5 separate regions of the Mus musculus genome follow, and all the other regions are linked to region 5. The links are chromatin contacts, called in public Hi-C, HiChIP or PLAC-seq and Micro-C maps. All regions are on one chromosome and are shown on one strand. Each heading gives the region's core, a stretch centred on a gene start, on an enhancer-like site or on the middle of the called end of the contact. The rest is flanking DNA. Distances are from core to core; before and after follow the strand shown. Region 1 has its middle 35 kb from the start of Gm31190. Region 2 has its middle 10 kb from the start of Gm31190. Region 3 has its middle 29 kb from the start of Gm7538. Region 4 has its middle 32 kb from the start of Gm7538. Region 5 holds the start of Tbx3os1 (T-box 3, opposite strand 1).

The links. HiChIP or PLAC-seq counts read pairs in DNA pulled down with a chosen protein or histone mark. A called contact is a pair of places that touch in the nucleus more often than the background predicts.
Region 1: a Micro-C map of palatal mesenchyme shows a contact between it and region 5, with 3 times the contacts expected there. The contact joins the enhancer-like site here to the promoter of Tbx3os1 in region 5. A contact is called at or near these places in 9 of 39 promoter capture datasets (the 3T3-L1 cell line, the C10 cell line, embryonic stem cells and 6 more), 1 of 15 datasets of contacts at CTCF or cohesin (the NIH/3T3 cell line), 9 of 484 Hi-C or Micro-C datasets (the C2C12 cell line, embryonic fibroblasts, muscle stem cells and 4 more), 16 of 115 datasets of contacts at active chromatin or transcription factors (the NIH/3T3 cell line, astrocytes, craniofacial prominence and 10 more) and 4 of 9 other capture datasets (adipose tissue, embryonic stem cells, embryonic tail and 1 more).
Region 2: an H3K4me3 HiChIP or PLAC-seq map of embryonic stem cells shows a contact between it and region 5, with 11 times the contacts expected there. The contact joins the enhancer-like site here to the promoter of Tbx3os1 in region 5. A contact is called at or near these places in 17 of 39 promoter capture datasets (the 3T3-L1 cell line, 3T3-L1-derived adipocytes, the HPC-7 cell line and 9 more), 2 of 15 datasets of contacts at CTCF or cohesin (the NIH/3T3 cell line and embryonic stem cells), 34 of 484 Hi-C or Micro-C datasets (the C2C12 cell line, the HPC-7 cell line, cranial neural crest and 15 more), 25 of 115 datasets of contacts at active chromatin or transcription factors (the NIH/3T3 cell line, astrocytes, craniofacial prominence and 11 more) and 6 of 9 other capture datasets (adipose tissue, embryonic stem cells, embryonic tail and 3 more).
Region 3: a CTCF HiChIP or PLAC-seq map of the NIH/3T3 cell line shows a contact between it and region 5, with 8 read pairs. The contact joins the enhancer-like site here to the promoter of Tbx3os1 in region 5. A contact is called at or near these places in 10 of 39 promoter capture datasets (the 3T3-L1 cell line, the C10 cell line, HPC-7-derived erythroid cells and 5 more), 1 of 15 datasets of contacts at CTCF or cohesin (the NIH/3T3 cell line), 8 of 484 Hi-C or Micro-C datasets (the MC38 cell line, the N1E-115 cell line, adipose-derived mesenchymal stem cells and 4 more), 20 of 115 datasets of contacts at active chromatin or transcription factors (the NIH/3T3 cell line, astrocytes, cardiomyocytes and 12 more) and 6 of 9 other capture datasets (adipose tissue, embryonic stem cells, embryonic tail and 3 more).
Region 4: a Hi-C map of muscle stem cells shows a contact between it and region 5, with 2.5 times the contacts expected there. The contact joins the enhancer-like site here to the promoter of Tbx3os1 in region 5. A contact is called at or near these places in 8 of 39 promoter capture datasets (the 3T3-L1 cell line, 3T3-L1-derived adipocytes, cranial neural crest and 4 more), 1 of 15 datasets of contacts at CTCF or cohesin (the NIH/3T3 cell line), 10 of 484 Hi-C or Micro-C datasets (the MC38 cell line, adipose-derived mesenchymal stem cells, cortical neurons and 4 more), 12 of 115 datasets of contacts at active chromatin or transcription factors (astrocytes, a colorectal cancer cell line, craniofacial prominence and 9 more) and 4 of 9 other capture datasets (adipose tissue, embryonic stem cells, embryonic tail and 1 more).

Annotation. Positions count from the first base shown.
Region 1 is chr5:119,264,447-119,267,146 of GRCm38.p6, forward strand. No RefSeq gene overlaps it. Among named protein-coding and RNA genes, the nearest start is that of Gm31190, 35 kb to the right of the region's middle. Within about 2 kb of position 1,290, at least 33 of the 459 cell types and tissues checked have an H3K27ac peak or open chromatin away from gene starts, as enhancers often do. A contact at or near this core is called in palatal mesenchyme and uterus, where this site is marked.
Region 2 is chr5:119,309,098-119,311,797 of GRCm38.p6, forward strand. No RefSeq gene overlaps it. Among named protein-coding and RNA genes, the nearest start is that of Gm31190, 10 kb to the left of the region's middle. Within about 2 kb of position 1,329, at least 22 of the 459 cell types and tissues checked have an H3K27ac peak or open chromatin away from gene starts, as enhancers often do. A contact at or near this core is called in embryonic stem cells and induced pluripotent stem cells, where this site is marked.
Region 3 is chr5:119,227,398-119,230,097 of GRCm38.p6, forward strand. No RefSeq gene overlaps it. Among named protein-coding and RNA genes, the nearest start is that of Gm7538, 29 kb to the left of the region's middle. Within about 2 kb of position 1,439, at least 18 of the 459 cell types and tissues checked have an H3K27ac peak or open chromatin away from gene starts, as enhancers often do. A contact at or near this core is called in the MC38 cell line, the N1E-115 cell line, the NIH/3T3 cell line and 1 more, where this site is marked.
Region 4 is chr5:119,166,610-119,169,309 of GRCm38.p6, forward strand. No RefSeq gene overlaps it. Among named protein-coding and RNA genes, the nearest start is that of Gm7538, 32 kb to the right of the region's middle. Within about 2 kb of position 1,437, at least 92 of the 459 cell types and tissues checked have an H3K27ac peak or open chromatin away from gene starts, as enhancers often do. A contact at or near this core is called in the NIH/3T3 cell line, adipose tissue, adipose-derived mesenchymal stem cells and 6 more, where this site is marked.
Region 5 is chr5:119,670,060-119,672,759 of GRCm38.p6, forward strand. It overlaps Tbx3os1 (T-box 3, opposite strand 1), which reads right to left and starts at 1,449. Exons shown (of 4, transcript NR_166476.1): 1 at 1,192-1,449. Tbx3 (T-box 3) reads left to right here and starts at 1,174. Exons shown (of 8, transcript NM_011535.3): 1 at 1,174-2,345. The coding sequence starts at 1,957.

The DNA of each region.
Region 1 (2,700 bases), core at 40-2,539, 410 kb before region 5:
TCAAAAGTAAGCTCAAACAAAAATAGTCCCCAAAGACCCACTTTAAATATGTGATGTTTTGGGGGGGAATAATAAAAATTCTGAGTGCTTACTATTTAGAAAATTGAATTAAAAATGTACATTTTTCATTTTGGGGGGAAATATATATACATGAAAGAAGGTCTCCCCATGTAGACCAGGCTGGACTGGAACTCACAGAAATCCACCTGCCTCTGTCTCCTGAGTACTGAATGCCACAAGGCTTGGCTTAAGCAAAATGAGGTGTCATTTTTAAGCACAGTTATTAGGTGTTGAAAACCAGCAAAAGAGTGGTGCCACTCATGATTTGTAAATGGGATAGAAGTTTAAGCAGCGAGTTAAATTTATTTTAAATTTTAAAATACTTTAAATTCCCAAAGAAATGTGGATTGCAAATAATGAGCGTAGGGTCTGTTTTGTAAATTGGCTTTTCTGTGTTGGGGTATGCTAACTGGGAATCAGTTGTCTCCAGAGGTTTTTAGAAGCAAAAGAAGATTCATTGTGCTCTCTGCCCTTGACCTCATGATGTAGCTGAGGATAGCCTTGAACTTCCGATCTTCCTGTCTCCCAAGTGCTGAGATTATAGCCTGTGCCACTACACTTGGTGTAAGCCATAACAGAACCCAGAGCCCTTGGAAATGCCAGCTGAGCTCTCAACCAATCAACCAACAAACCAACCAACCAACCACATCCTCCATCCTTGCTGCACATTTTCTTAGCCAAAATGTCTTCAAAGCCTCTCGGTAGAAGATAGAGTTCCAGCCATTTAGCCTGGAAATGTAAGCCAGCCAAACCGGGGCTCCGGCCGGCGATGCGTGCTGGTTTAATTTCTTTGTGGTTTCAGCAGTCTCTTCGTTCATCCAGCTCCGATTTTTCCTGGGCAGGAATCCCAAAGTAACAGACCCAGAGGAAGAGTCCAGCCTCTCCATCCGCAATAATCCAATCATGTCTCAGCTGGGAGGCCCGCACCCTGCAAGGGAAGGCAGTGGAGAGAGCACGAGCCAAGCACTCGTTTTCTCTTATTCTTGCGAGCTAAGTTGAAAAGATTTGTTGTTTAAAATCCACACGAAGAGAAGGGGGCAAAAATCTGCTTCTTTCCCGGTTCTTTTGTTTTGTTCTGTGTTTTTTGGATCAGAAACACAGGGCTTCCCAATCAACTTAACTGAGTGAGTCCCAGAAGCGGATGCATCTCAAATGTAAAACACACCTCCGTCTTGGGCCGGCTGCCACTGATGACTGAGCAGACAGAAAGAGGAGGAGACTTCTTGGGAGATGTGGTCCCAGACTGTGGAGGGGAAGAGGGGAGAAAGGATGAAGGATCCTCTGTCCTGGAGCAGCAGAGGGCTGCCATGCCAACTAACTGGCTTGTCGGGGTCTCCCACGTGGAAAGCAGGCCCAAGTGCTGCTGGATTTGAACCTGGCACATGTTGAGGGACTGGTTCAAACCTGAATGCATGCCACACACACGCAGAAGAACATGTTCGCTCAGAGACAAAACAAAGCATACCAGTTAACACCAGCGATGCTCACACTGGCAGACATTCTGGAGAATGACTCTTCCCGCCCCCCCCACCTCCCCCCCCCAGTCCCCAAGGGCAAACGGTACACGGCAGTTGGAATGATGTGACATACAAATTAATACATACAGGCTTTTAAAGGCCTGGGAGGAGACATGGGCCATTTCACAGCCTCGCTCTCAGACGTGTGTTTTCAAAGGCTGCTGGGGACTCTTTACTTTCCTTCCACGGTTGGACCAAAATGAGGATGTTGAGCCGTGTAACCAAAGACATCTCTTGGTGAAAGATCCGACTTCAAGTGACTCTAATTCCCATTTTCATCAATGTTGTGCTGGCTGGACATGAAAACAGCCATTTAAATGGGTTTCTTCTGTCTTCTTGGTAATAGATTTGAGTTTACATGCTCAACATCTGGTTTGTTGAACCAAAATGTGCAAGTGGTTTTGGGTCTCCCAGCCAGTCGACAGACTCCAGCTGAGACATGGCCCCCTTCCTTCTCACTGACCTGGACTTTGACCCAAGTTTTCTTCTTTCTTTTCCCCTGCTCGTAAAAAGGTGTTTGGGGTCTGTCTGGGAGGTCCTTACCTGGTTAGCAGTACCAGTCAAGGCAGCCTAAGTGCAGAGCTTCAGTCATCCTAAGACAGGAGTTTGGATCCGGAGAGATGCTGGAGTGTTGAAGAGCACTTGCTGCTCTTGCAAAGGAACTCAGTTCTGTTCCTAGCACCCATTCAGATCATCTGTGGCTGGAGCTCCACGGGATCCGACGCCCTCTTCTGGCCTCTCTGGGCACTGCACTCATGTGCACAACCCTCCACCTCCCACATACCCACATAATTTAAAACAAGGAAAAGATAAGTTCTTCCAACTGAGTGTGGGGTCTACAGCCTCACGGGATCTCAGTAGCCAGAGACCAAACCAGAATGAATGAAGCATGCCATGCAGGGCTGCAGCAGATTTATGAATGTCCCTTCTGAGGTCAAGTTTATGACCAACAAGTCTTGATGTGAGATCAGCCGGTTCTGTACAGAGAATTCATTTGCTTATAGTTACATAAAATATTGATCATAAAATATGCATAACTAATTAAAGAATATTTTAAAGCTGTGGTTCTCATTGACACTGTTTGGTGAATGTTTCTAGAAGTCTTTCCAATAAGGAAACCAGT
Region 2 (2,700 bases), core at 79-2,578, 360 kb before region 5:
CCTCCTCCCCCATCCCTCCCATCCTTCTTTCCTGTTCTCCATCTTCTCTGCAGTAATAGTTCTATCCTTAAACATTAGCATCATTGATGCCCATAGTGTTTGCATCAGGATCAGCATCCTTCCCGTTTGTCAAAGTTTCCTCCCAGCTTTTCAAAGCAAAGAAAAGAGAAAAAACAATTCCCTCTCTACACATGCTTTTGGGGAAGAGCTTCATTCGCTGTTTTTCACTTTATCTTTGGAATTAAGCTGTGGCCACAGACCCACGCACTTCACAGAGCAGTTGACTGATGGCTACTCTCCGACGAATCTCACATTGCCATGGCAATGTCAACATTCTCTGCACTGAGCCCATCCTCGACACGTATTCCGTGTGCTTTTCTGGCGGCCATGTCCTTGTTGAGGCTTCTCTGGCTGTGATGAAACATTAGGACCAAATAGCAAGTCAGGGAGGAAAGGGTTTATTTGACTTACACTTCCACATTGTAATCCATCATCGAAAGAAGCCAGGTCAGGAACTCAAACCTAGAGTCAGGAGCTGGTGTAGAAGCCATGGAGGGGTGCTGCTTACTGGCTTGTTCCCCCTAATTTCTTATAGAGGCCAGAAGAGCCAGCCCAAGGATGACATGACCCATAATGGGCTGGGTCCTCCCCCATCAATCAATAATCTGGTTTAGAGCCTGATCTTATGGATGGCATTTTCTCCATCAGGGGTTCCTCCTTTTAGTTGACTCTAGTTTATGCCAAGTTGACATAACATTAGCCAGGGCAACCCAAGGGCAGGACGCTGGGCGATTTCTCCAAAGACACAGCACAGACCTCCCTTTCTTGAACAAGAGATCCTTCTTCCAGGAGGTTTAATTAGGTCTTGGCTCAGTGGACCCTAGTGAGTGCCCTCGCAGGAGCTGATCCTTTTCTGATGAAATGGCTTAGTCCGTCCAATCCAAACGGAGGTGTGTTCTTGTTTTATACTTGGTGTGAACGCTCTGTGACCAAGGCATAGCACTTTGGGGGAGGGGAAGGAGGCTAGCCTCAGAATAGGCACCATGTGACTCCTGGAATTCAGAGGCTCCTATTTCCGCTGCCCTTGCTGCGGATCCTGGGTGCTGGGCACTTTGTTAAGGGCTGGCGTGGCCAAGGCAGACGCTCGGCTGTCAACAGCCAACAGAGGGAGAAGCACCTTCCCCTGTTCATGCCCGAGGCTTGGCCAAGACTCCTGTAGCTGTGATGGGCTACTTCCTCCATGAAAATAAGACGGAACAATAGTGCTTTTGTGCAGCTAGGCAGCTGAGTGCAGGCCCAGTCTGGATCTAACTGGCTAGAGCTTGAGATATGGGTGAGGCGCTGCTGGTTAAGCCCCTTGTGCTGAGGCCTGAAGGATGCCAAGAGCATCCTTAGCTCAAGTGATGGGTGACCTTGGAGTTTCTCTGGGCTTCTCATCTGTGCCTTTATCCCTGGGGGATGTGCCTAGTGCCTGCTTCTCCTTCTCCAGTGTGACATCATGTCAGACTCAGGATGTGTCAAAGCCTCTGGTGAGAGGCACGGGCATCACATCACTCCAAAGCTGCCATTTCCAGGAGTGAACTGGAGCTCCTTGGCAGAGCTACCCAGCCAGCTTTCGGGATGTTTTTGTAACACGACGCCATGCTGGCCAGATCTTTGAGTTATGCACTCATACTGAGTGTGCACACCTGTTTCAACTTACACCAAAGTGTGACTAGAACAGGGGCCTGAGGATGTAACTCAGGGATACAATGCTTTCCTACCATCTTCAAGGCCCTGGGTTCAGTCTCTAACACTGAGAAAGGGGAAAGTGGGGGAGAGGGAGGGAGAGAGATAAGGAGGGAAGGAGAACGAAAGTAAGAGAAGGAAGAGGGAAATGGAAAGAGTGAAAGGGAAGAGAGGGAGGAGGAGAGGGGGGAAGGACAGAGGGAGAAAGAGAGAAGGAGGGAGAGAGGGAGGGAGAAAGAGAAGGAAAGGAAGAGGGAAATGGAAAGAATGAAAGGGGAGAAAGGGGGAGGGAGGGAGGAGAAAATATGTACAATCAATCAATATAATAGTAAAATTTAGCAGTCATTCAACCATCACTCTGGTCAAAGAAAACATCGTGGCTGGTGTCCTGTAACCCTCAAGTCACTTTCTGATCACAGTCACCTGAACACACACACACACACACACACACACACACACACACAACCTGCTCCCTTTTAGGACATCTCTCCCGTGGTCTGGTCTGACTGCATTCTTCCCACGGGTCTTAGCAACACTGTTACCTGTGCATCCTTCAATCAACAAGACAAAGCACCTTCACTGTTCTTAGCAACATTGTTACCTGTATGCGGGTCAATCAAGAAGACAGTGTGTCTGTGCTTGATTTCTAAATTCTTTCAGGAGCACCACTTGTGTGTGTGTGTGTGTGTGTGTGTGTGTGTGTGTGTGTGTGTCTGTGTGTCTGTGTGTCTGTGTCTGTGTGTGTCTCTGTATGTGTGTGTGTCTGTGTGTCTGTGTGTCTTTGTGACATTTGAAAGAATCATAACTCTTGCATGTAGCTGGAGTTCCTTTGTTTTCACGGCTGTAGACTATTCCATTACTCCGAGCTTAGACTTAAAAATGTGATAGTTAGCAACCTGGTATCCTCTGAGCCATGGGTGCCAAGAGCATCCTAGGCTATTCAGCCCTGCCTCTGCTTGCACACCACCACTT
Region 3 (2,700 bases), core at 189-2,688, 440 kb before region 5:
ATCCTCGCTTCTGAGACAGGGATATATTCTATGTGTCCCGCCCCGCCCCATACTAGAATACCCACAAACCAGGATGACTCTCACCTTTGGGACATGGGCATCCCATTGTGGAAGGACCTTGACTACTGAAGAGACCTTCTTTAGAACGTCTCTGAATCTGTCTGTCTCCATCTGCCTACCATTTAGTTTGGTTTTAGCAAAGTTTAATTAAGAGTGCAAACTCCCGCATTTGATACTGGAGACCCAGGTGCTACACTCACTGGCCTTGTGGCTTTCGGAACAAGGGACCATAGATCCTTGGAAAGGGACCACAGCCCTCTGAAGCTCAATGTCATTTGTCTATAAAATAGAGGTGACATTATCATCAGGCCTTCAGCCCAGACCTTTTCCTGGTCTATCTAGCCTCCTTCTAGGTGAAATTGAAATTGAGTAGGCCTGGAATCAGTTTTAAACTGGAAGCAAGAGGTTCCCCTAAAAACCATCAATGCCCAAAGATTAAGGAGTGTCTCAACTCACGGCATGGTTTCTGTTCTGCAGAATGCTTCCCTTTCCTCCCTCATCAAATCAGATAGAATCTGTGGGTTTAGCTTTTTAATTCCAGGACTAATTAACCCTCTGGAATATTAGCATTGTTTTAGAGATCTTTTTAATGTCCTTATAATTTAATGAGCAGTGCAGACTCCATTAGCCAAATTACACCAGGCTGTTAAGACCAGCTTAGGGGGACGCTAATGAAAGTTTTTCTTGACATCCCTCTCCCTGATCACTCGTGTTTACGTGACAATTCACGTGTCCACTCTAAATGCTTGTGCCTTACCGTCATTTACCTGAGTCTGTGTCTGGCTTTGTACCCAGGAACCCAGAAATATTGCAGAAATTCAAACGTGATTTTAGTTAATATTTAACAGGAGAACCCCAGTCCAGCTCTGCAAATCCACCCCACTATACACAGCACGAGCACTGTTGGTTGATAGGGATGGGAATTGAAGTATTAATCAGTCGCTTCTGTTTTCCAATAAGAAGATCTTAATTCATCACCTGGAATCCAGGCACGTCTGTACTTAATCATGTATTGATGGGAGCTGGTCCTACTAAGTGGCCTCATTCGTGACTGAGAGAACTTTGGCAGGAACACCAAATACATTTCCTCCCAACACCTCCAGGGAAAGCCCCGAGAGTCTTGAGTAATCACCCACAGTGTAAAAGAAAATATAGATCTTGGGTTCTCTAATTATGTACAAAAGGGCAGCTTGAGATCTTGGGTCAGCTTGGTTTACATCGTCAAACACCCCAAGTCCTGGTCCCAAGTGTGCACACATTACCTTCATCTCTTTCTCCCCCTCTGTCTGGGTGTTTCTGAGATGCTCACCTCCAGAGTTCAAGTCTCTTCAGTGTGTTCCGGAAGTGTGTGAGTTATGGCTAATGTCTGACTCAGCTCCGCTCGGCTTTTCCCTGAAGCAAGGCTCCTTGGCTGACTCCAGGACCCACAGATTCCAGAAGGGGTGCTCTGATGGTTCAACTGGCAAGTATTTCCCACAGGCTCCTGTGTTTAAACACCGCCCCCACCTCCTCCACGCCCCCAGCTTAGTGGTATTCTCTGAGGATATAGTGGGAACCTTTTAGACACAGAGTATTGGGTGGAATTCATCCAGCCATGGGAGCAGGCAGGTCACAGGCCAGCTTTACATCCTGCTGACTGCCCTCATGCAAACTCTCCCACTGTCAGAGCCAAGAAGGGCACTGCTGGACTTGCCATGCCTTCCTGGCTGTCAGGAGCAACCACACCCTGTAAACTGTGGACCACCATTGATCCCTCCCCACTTGGATTGTCCCTGATAGGCATTTGGTCACAGTGACAGAGAAAGAGGGTCCATCTAAAAACCCAAATGCCTTCACAGGGCCCTTGGCATTTCAAGGCCATGATTCTGAAAGCCCAGACGATGCTAACACTGACAGAAACTTGTTCATTTCTTCTGTGGACTTGCTCTGCCCAGGCACCTGAGGAGACAACCCATGTCTCATCTCTGTCTCACCCCATGTGATTCCCAGCCACCTATAAACTCAGCCCTGTGCTCAGAGCACATCCGTGGTTCTATACAGACACCACGGGGTGGTGAGCAGGAGGGTTGCCCATGAAGGTGAAGGAAGTACGCTCTTGTGGGTGTGCCTTTGGGGTCTGTAATGGCTAATCTTGGTTGCCAACTCGTCTTACACGCGTTCTCGCGACCGGCCAGGAAGAACGCAACAAACCGGAATCTTCTGCGGCAAAACTTTATTGCTTACATCTTCAGGAGCAAGAGTGCAAGCCCCAAGCCCAAAACGAAAGCGAAACCCCGTCCCTCTTTAAGGAGAATTATTCTCCGCCTAGGATGTATTACTCCCTGATTGGCTGCAGCCCATCGGCCGAGTTGTCGTCACGGGGAAGGCAGAGCACATGGGGTGGAAAACTACCCTTGGCACATGCGCAGATTATTTGTTTACCACTTAGAACACAGGATGTCAGCGCCATCTTGCAACGGCGAATGTGAGGGCGGCTTCCCACAAACTCGACACACTTGAGAAGAGGAAACCTCACCAAGAAACTGCCTCCATCAGATTGGCCTGAGGTCATGGCTATGGGAGCATGGTTTTAATTGCTGATAGATGAAAAATATGGGCAAGCCAGGGAACAAGACAGTAAATAGCATTTTCTCATGGTCT
Region 4 (2,700 bases), core at 187-2,686, 500 kb before region 5:
AGTATCACTTTTGAGTTAGGCAACACAGTTACAGCAATGTCTCTCTCTTTCCCATCTTCTCTCCCTTTCTTCCTTCCTTTGTTCCCATCAAGATCTCCTTTCCTCTCCCCTCTCCTTCTCCTGTTTCTTCCCCTCCCTCCCTCCATCTCCCTCTTCCTCTTTCCCTCTCTATTGACCTATTGAAGCTGCTTTAGAAGAAGAAAGACCCACACAGAGAGTTGCTGGTTCTTCCCGACACCACCTCACAGAAAAGCTTGGAAATGGACTTATGCCCAGTTGAACCCTTCAATGAGATGGCTACACTCCTGATCATGTGAGCCAATGAGACAGAACCGCAGCGATGCTACTCCCACAGTCCTGACCAACAGAAGGTGTAAGATAACAGACATTCACAGTTTTAAATCACTCACTTTTGGACAGCTCCTGGTAGGAGCGTGGTATCAGAATCATTTGCATATTCATATAACTGAGGGTTATTAATATCCACTAGACACTTTTATTCCATGCTTATCACAGTTATACACAAAGCCAGAAGATCACCCTCTCTTAAATATGTGGCAATGTACTTTGACTGCCTCCCTGAGACTCAGTTTCTCCACTTTACAATAAATATGACAGCAGTGTCTATCAAGGGGTTGTCTGAGGACCGAATGGAATAAGATACTCCAAGTGCCAAGGATAGAGCCTGAAACACACTGACTGCTCAACAAATTCAGTTTCTATTAGTCAGGGAGAGAAAACGGCTGGCTTATAATGAAGATGTCTGTTGCAGTCGCAATGATCAGATACATGACTTAAAAACAGACGTTTATTTTGACTCGCGCTTCAGGGCATCCAGTCCACTGTCTCAGCAAGGCAAGTGCCTGGTTGCATGTCAGTAGCTGGTGGGGGTGCCAAGAGCTAGGCCAGGAAGCAGGTCTGGACCATAAACCTCTAGACCTATCCCTGTGCCCCTGTGGTGCCAGTTAGGCTCCGCCACCTCCCCCAAACAGCGCCGCTTACTGGGGACTGAGTGTTCAAACCCATGGACCCCCTGGGGGAATCTTCTCATGCAAACCCTGGCAAGGTATCTCAAGGAGACATAGGAGGAAAGTTCGCCATGGTCGGTCCCATGGTAGTTCGGCTGTTAGTTCCTTTGCTTGCTGAATAACAAGCCTGTTCCCAATGGCTGCCAAGCACAGGGAGGAACGCCCTCACCCCCACTCCCCGGCAGCCAGCATTCAGAAAGTCCTCCAGCCCAGCCACGAAGAATCGACTGTGTCCACCCGTGCCTCTCTGGCAGAAAAGAGAATCCCTGATTTTTCTGGACACGTTCTGTCGCTCTCTGGCTGCGTGCCCGGCTTTACTAAGCCGTTCCATTCTCTCATGACTCAGGGATGAGTGTGGGGGACTGAGTCATGGGAAGCTGGGTGGGGTGCGGGTGACCACGTGGTGTGGACCGTAAGTTATACAGGCTTGGGGGGGGGAGGGCTCACGGAAAACAGCGGCGTGCACCAGAGTGCAAAGAGAGCAGAGAAACCAAGCTCAGATGCAATTCCCTTTAGCTGGGGAAACTGGTGTTTTCCTATCACGGGGAGGGAGAGCTGAGTGAGAACTTGGTCTTTGAATTCCCGCCCTGATGCTCTTGTTACCTTTTAGGACAATCTCCCCCTAAAAGACACAGGGGGAGAGAGCGATGATTATGATATTTTCAAGTTTTAGCACCACCCCTAGGACCCGGTAGAAAGGAAATATCAGTGGGATGGGTGAGGACCTTGCTCTGCAGAGAGCAGTGCTTAACCCGTGGAAGGCCCTGGGTTTCACCAGTCAACTCCAAAACAAAATCCAAACAAAAAAACCACAAGGAAAACGAGTCAAGATCCTTCTCAAGCATCGAAAAATTATAAACAGGACAGAACAGAATTGTCAAGGGCAGAGTAGGTAGGGCCTTTTTTCATTTCATGTCTGTTATAGCGCACATTTTCAAAATTAGCACCCAGAAGAGCGTAGATGTTTTGATCCACGCTGCTTGTAATTGGGGTAGAACTCGGACTACAAGATCCATTATTGACCAAACTACAAGATCGCTCATCCGTTATTGACCAATGGAGATTTGATTCTGAAACTACCAGAAGAGGAGTACTCAGTAATGAGGCACAACCACAGGCCAGAATCCCAGTCCACACAGAAATGCAAATGACATCCGATTAATGAACCATCAAGTCCTGATACAATAAGAATCACACAGCCTAATTTTGTTTCAAATAATCTTCGATGAATATGTATGAATATAAGAACTCTAGATATCTGGAAAGTCACACACACACCACCATAATGTCAACAGTCCCAAGAGGTGGCCTAGCTTCGGAAGCAATTAGAACCAAAGTGGATTTGATGTAAAAATAAATCTGTAAAAGTCTATAGCGTTTGGGACGGCAATATGGCTCAGCAGCTAAAGGTGCTTGCCACCAAGTCTGATGTCCTGAGTTCAATCCCTAGGACCCACACGGTGGAAGCAGAGAACCAGAACTGGCTCTTACAAGTTGTTCTCTGATCTCTGCATATGTACAGTGCCATGCACACACACACACACACACACACACACACACACACACACACACACTCGCGTGCGCAAAAACATCCCATAGTATTCTTACAAGCATGTTTATACCTAGTGGATCTTTACTTTTTTATCAGGCAATCTAAATATTAGAGATGAAA
Region 5 (2,700 bases), core at 199-2,698:
GGTCAGTAAATACATTTTTTAAAAAAAAAAGGAGCGAGCCGAGCGTAGACTGGGCCAGGCGCGCAGGCCTTGAATGCATTTGCGTGGTTTATTTTTCCGCGTGGGGGCTCGGTCTCAGTATGTCGGCGCGCGTTCGGGCCCAGAATCCCAAGGGGCATTTGGGTCTCTGCACGTGGCTGCGGGTGGGGAGCAGGCAGCGGGCAGAAAGATTGGTGGGATCCCCTGCGCTAGTGGCTCGGGAATCCGAAGCACCCGGGCGCAGGAGCTAGAGGATCTGACTCAGAGGTGGCTGGGCGGTTCCATGTGGGGCTCCCTTCAGAGCTACGCGAGCCTGGAGCTTTTGTTAAGGCTTATTGGCCGAAAGAGAGGTTCGGCGGCCAGCTCGGCTAGCCCGGGGCCCGGGAAAGGGAAGAAGCTGCAGATCCGCACAAGAGAAGCGGCCGCGGGCTTGAACTGTAGCGCTCGGAGCGCGCGAGAGGCGAGCGCCCCTGCCCGGCGCCTCGGAAGCCGGGCAAGCTGCCTGGCTCCCGCCCTCGCTCCCTCCCCCTTCCTCCCTGGCCCAGCCTCCTCCCCGGATCCCCCGGCTTGGATGGCTGAGGCCTTTCAGACGTAGGCTGAGCTGAGGAGCCGCGGCGAGCTCTCAGGCTGCTGCGAACTCTCTTCTGGATCAGCCACCTAGAGGCGACTTTGGTGAGCGCGCGGCGCCCTGGTGGCTCCCCGCCCTCCCCTCTGATCATGTTGACATAAACGCAGGACAGGCCGTAGTACCGCGCGGCGCAGCGACGTTCCAGTTTCCGACACCTTCTTTTTATAACTCGGCTCTATTCCCCCAGCACTCGACCTGTGAAAACCACGCCTATGCAGCCACACAATTGGTCCGAAAGCGTCAAAGAGCCAATCAACAAGCCTCGGGCTCCCGCAGCCCACAGCGCTGCCGGACCGTCCAGAGCCGCCGAGCAGACGCCCGGGGAATTCTAGAGGCGGAGGAGGGTGGCGAGGTGCTCGCTCGCTCTCTTTCTCTCTTTCTCTCCCTCCCTCTACTTGCCTACTCCAGCTCCCAATCACTCCGTTCTCTTCCTTCTTTCCTATTTTTTTTTTTTTGCACCCGTCTTCTTGATCCTCCCTCGCCCTGCGTGCCCGGACGCTGATTTTTTTTTAATTTATTATTTTTAGGAAAGCGATTTCGCTCACGTTTTTTTAGCACAAGGAAGACAGCCGGCTCCCCGAGGCAGAAGATCGCAGGCACCATTCGCTCGCCACCCAGACTCTGCGCGCAGCCCGGAGCCAGAGAGGAGGATCGCGAACCGAAGCCAGCTTCGCAGTTCTAGTTTTGAAAGCGCCGCTGGAAAGGGGCTTAAATCGCTTTTTTTTTTTTTTTTTTTTTAAAGGAGAGACTTTTCCTCCCCCCCTTGATCTCGCTGCCTGTGAAAGCCAGAGTCTAGCTCAACTAAGACGCCTCCTGCGAGAAAGCCAGAGAAGAGCTAGGGGGCGGGGGAAGGAGTCGAAAAAAAGGTTAAAAAAAAAAGTCTCCGAGAACCTTGCGCTTTGGCAACAAAGAGCGTGGGAGCCGGGGAGCCACCCCGGGAAAGGGCTGCAGTGTCTATTTCCAGCTAAGCCACAGGGCTTGGGCGCCAGTCGAGCCCCTGCTTGCTGCTTGCCCTACTGAAACCGACTTCCAGGAGCGGCTTTTCCAACACACTCCACGCACCAGGACAGCCCCTGCAGCGGCTATGTCTCCAGATCTGCTGCCGCTTTGTCCTCTTTAAAAGCGGCGTTCTCTTCCCCCCAAAGACACTTTCCCCCTCCCTTTCAAACGCTTTATTTGTAATTTGCCCTCTTTTTTATTTTAAACAAAACTATGCGTCGCTGTTGAATTTTTTAATTATTATTTTTGAAAAGCAACAACAAAAGCGGAGCCAAGCCAGCAGCTGCGGACTGGTTCCCTGTCTGGAGTGGATGAGCCTCTCCATGAGAGATCCGGTTATCCCTGGGACAAGCATGGCCTATCATCCCTTCCTACCTCACCGGGCGCCGGACTTCGCCATGAGCGCGGTACTGGGCCACCAGCCGCCTTTCTTCCCCGCGCTAACGCTGCCTCCCAACGGCGCCGCGGCGCTCTCGCTCCCCGGAGCTCTGGCCAAGCCCATCATGGATCAGTTAGTGGGGGCTGCTGAGACCGGCATCCCTTTCTCATCCCTGGGACCCCAGGCACATCTGAGGCCTCTGAAGACCATGGAACCCGAAGAAGACGTAGAAGATGACCCTAAGGTGCACCTGGAGGCCAAGGAACTTTGGGACCAGTTTCACAAGCGGGGTACAGAGATGGTCATCACGAAGTCAGGAAGGTAAGTAAGTAATCAGTGGGGGACCCCTCCCCCCAAACCATCTGAAAAATTTCACATCTCTTTTGTCTGACTCTTAAAACAGTAGATTCTGGCTGACTGTTGACGTTTGAAACGAAAACTTCCTGTCCCCCCAAATATGCGGAGACTCCAGGGCCCTGCCTTAAGGGTCAGGAAGTTTCAGCCTACCCGGGCCCTCAGTATGGTTCCTAGGGACTCGTATCCGGGGTTCCTTACAAAATACAGGGTGTTTTCCATTGAAGGAGACCGCGCACTCGGCTTCTGCAGCATTCGAGAAAATCACCTTGTTGCAGGAAGCCCGTTTGTGAAGCCATTCTGAAATATTCTTTACGTTTAG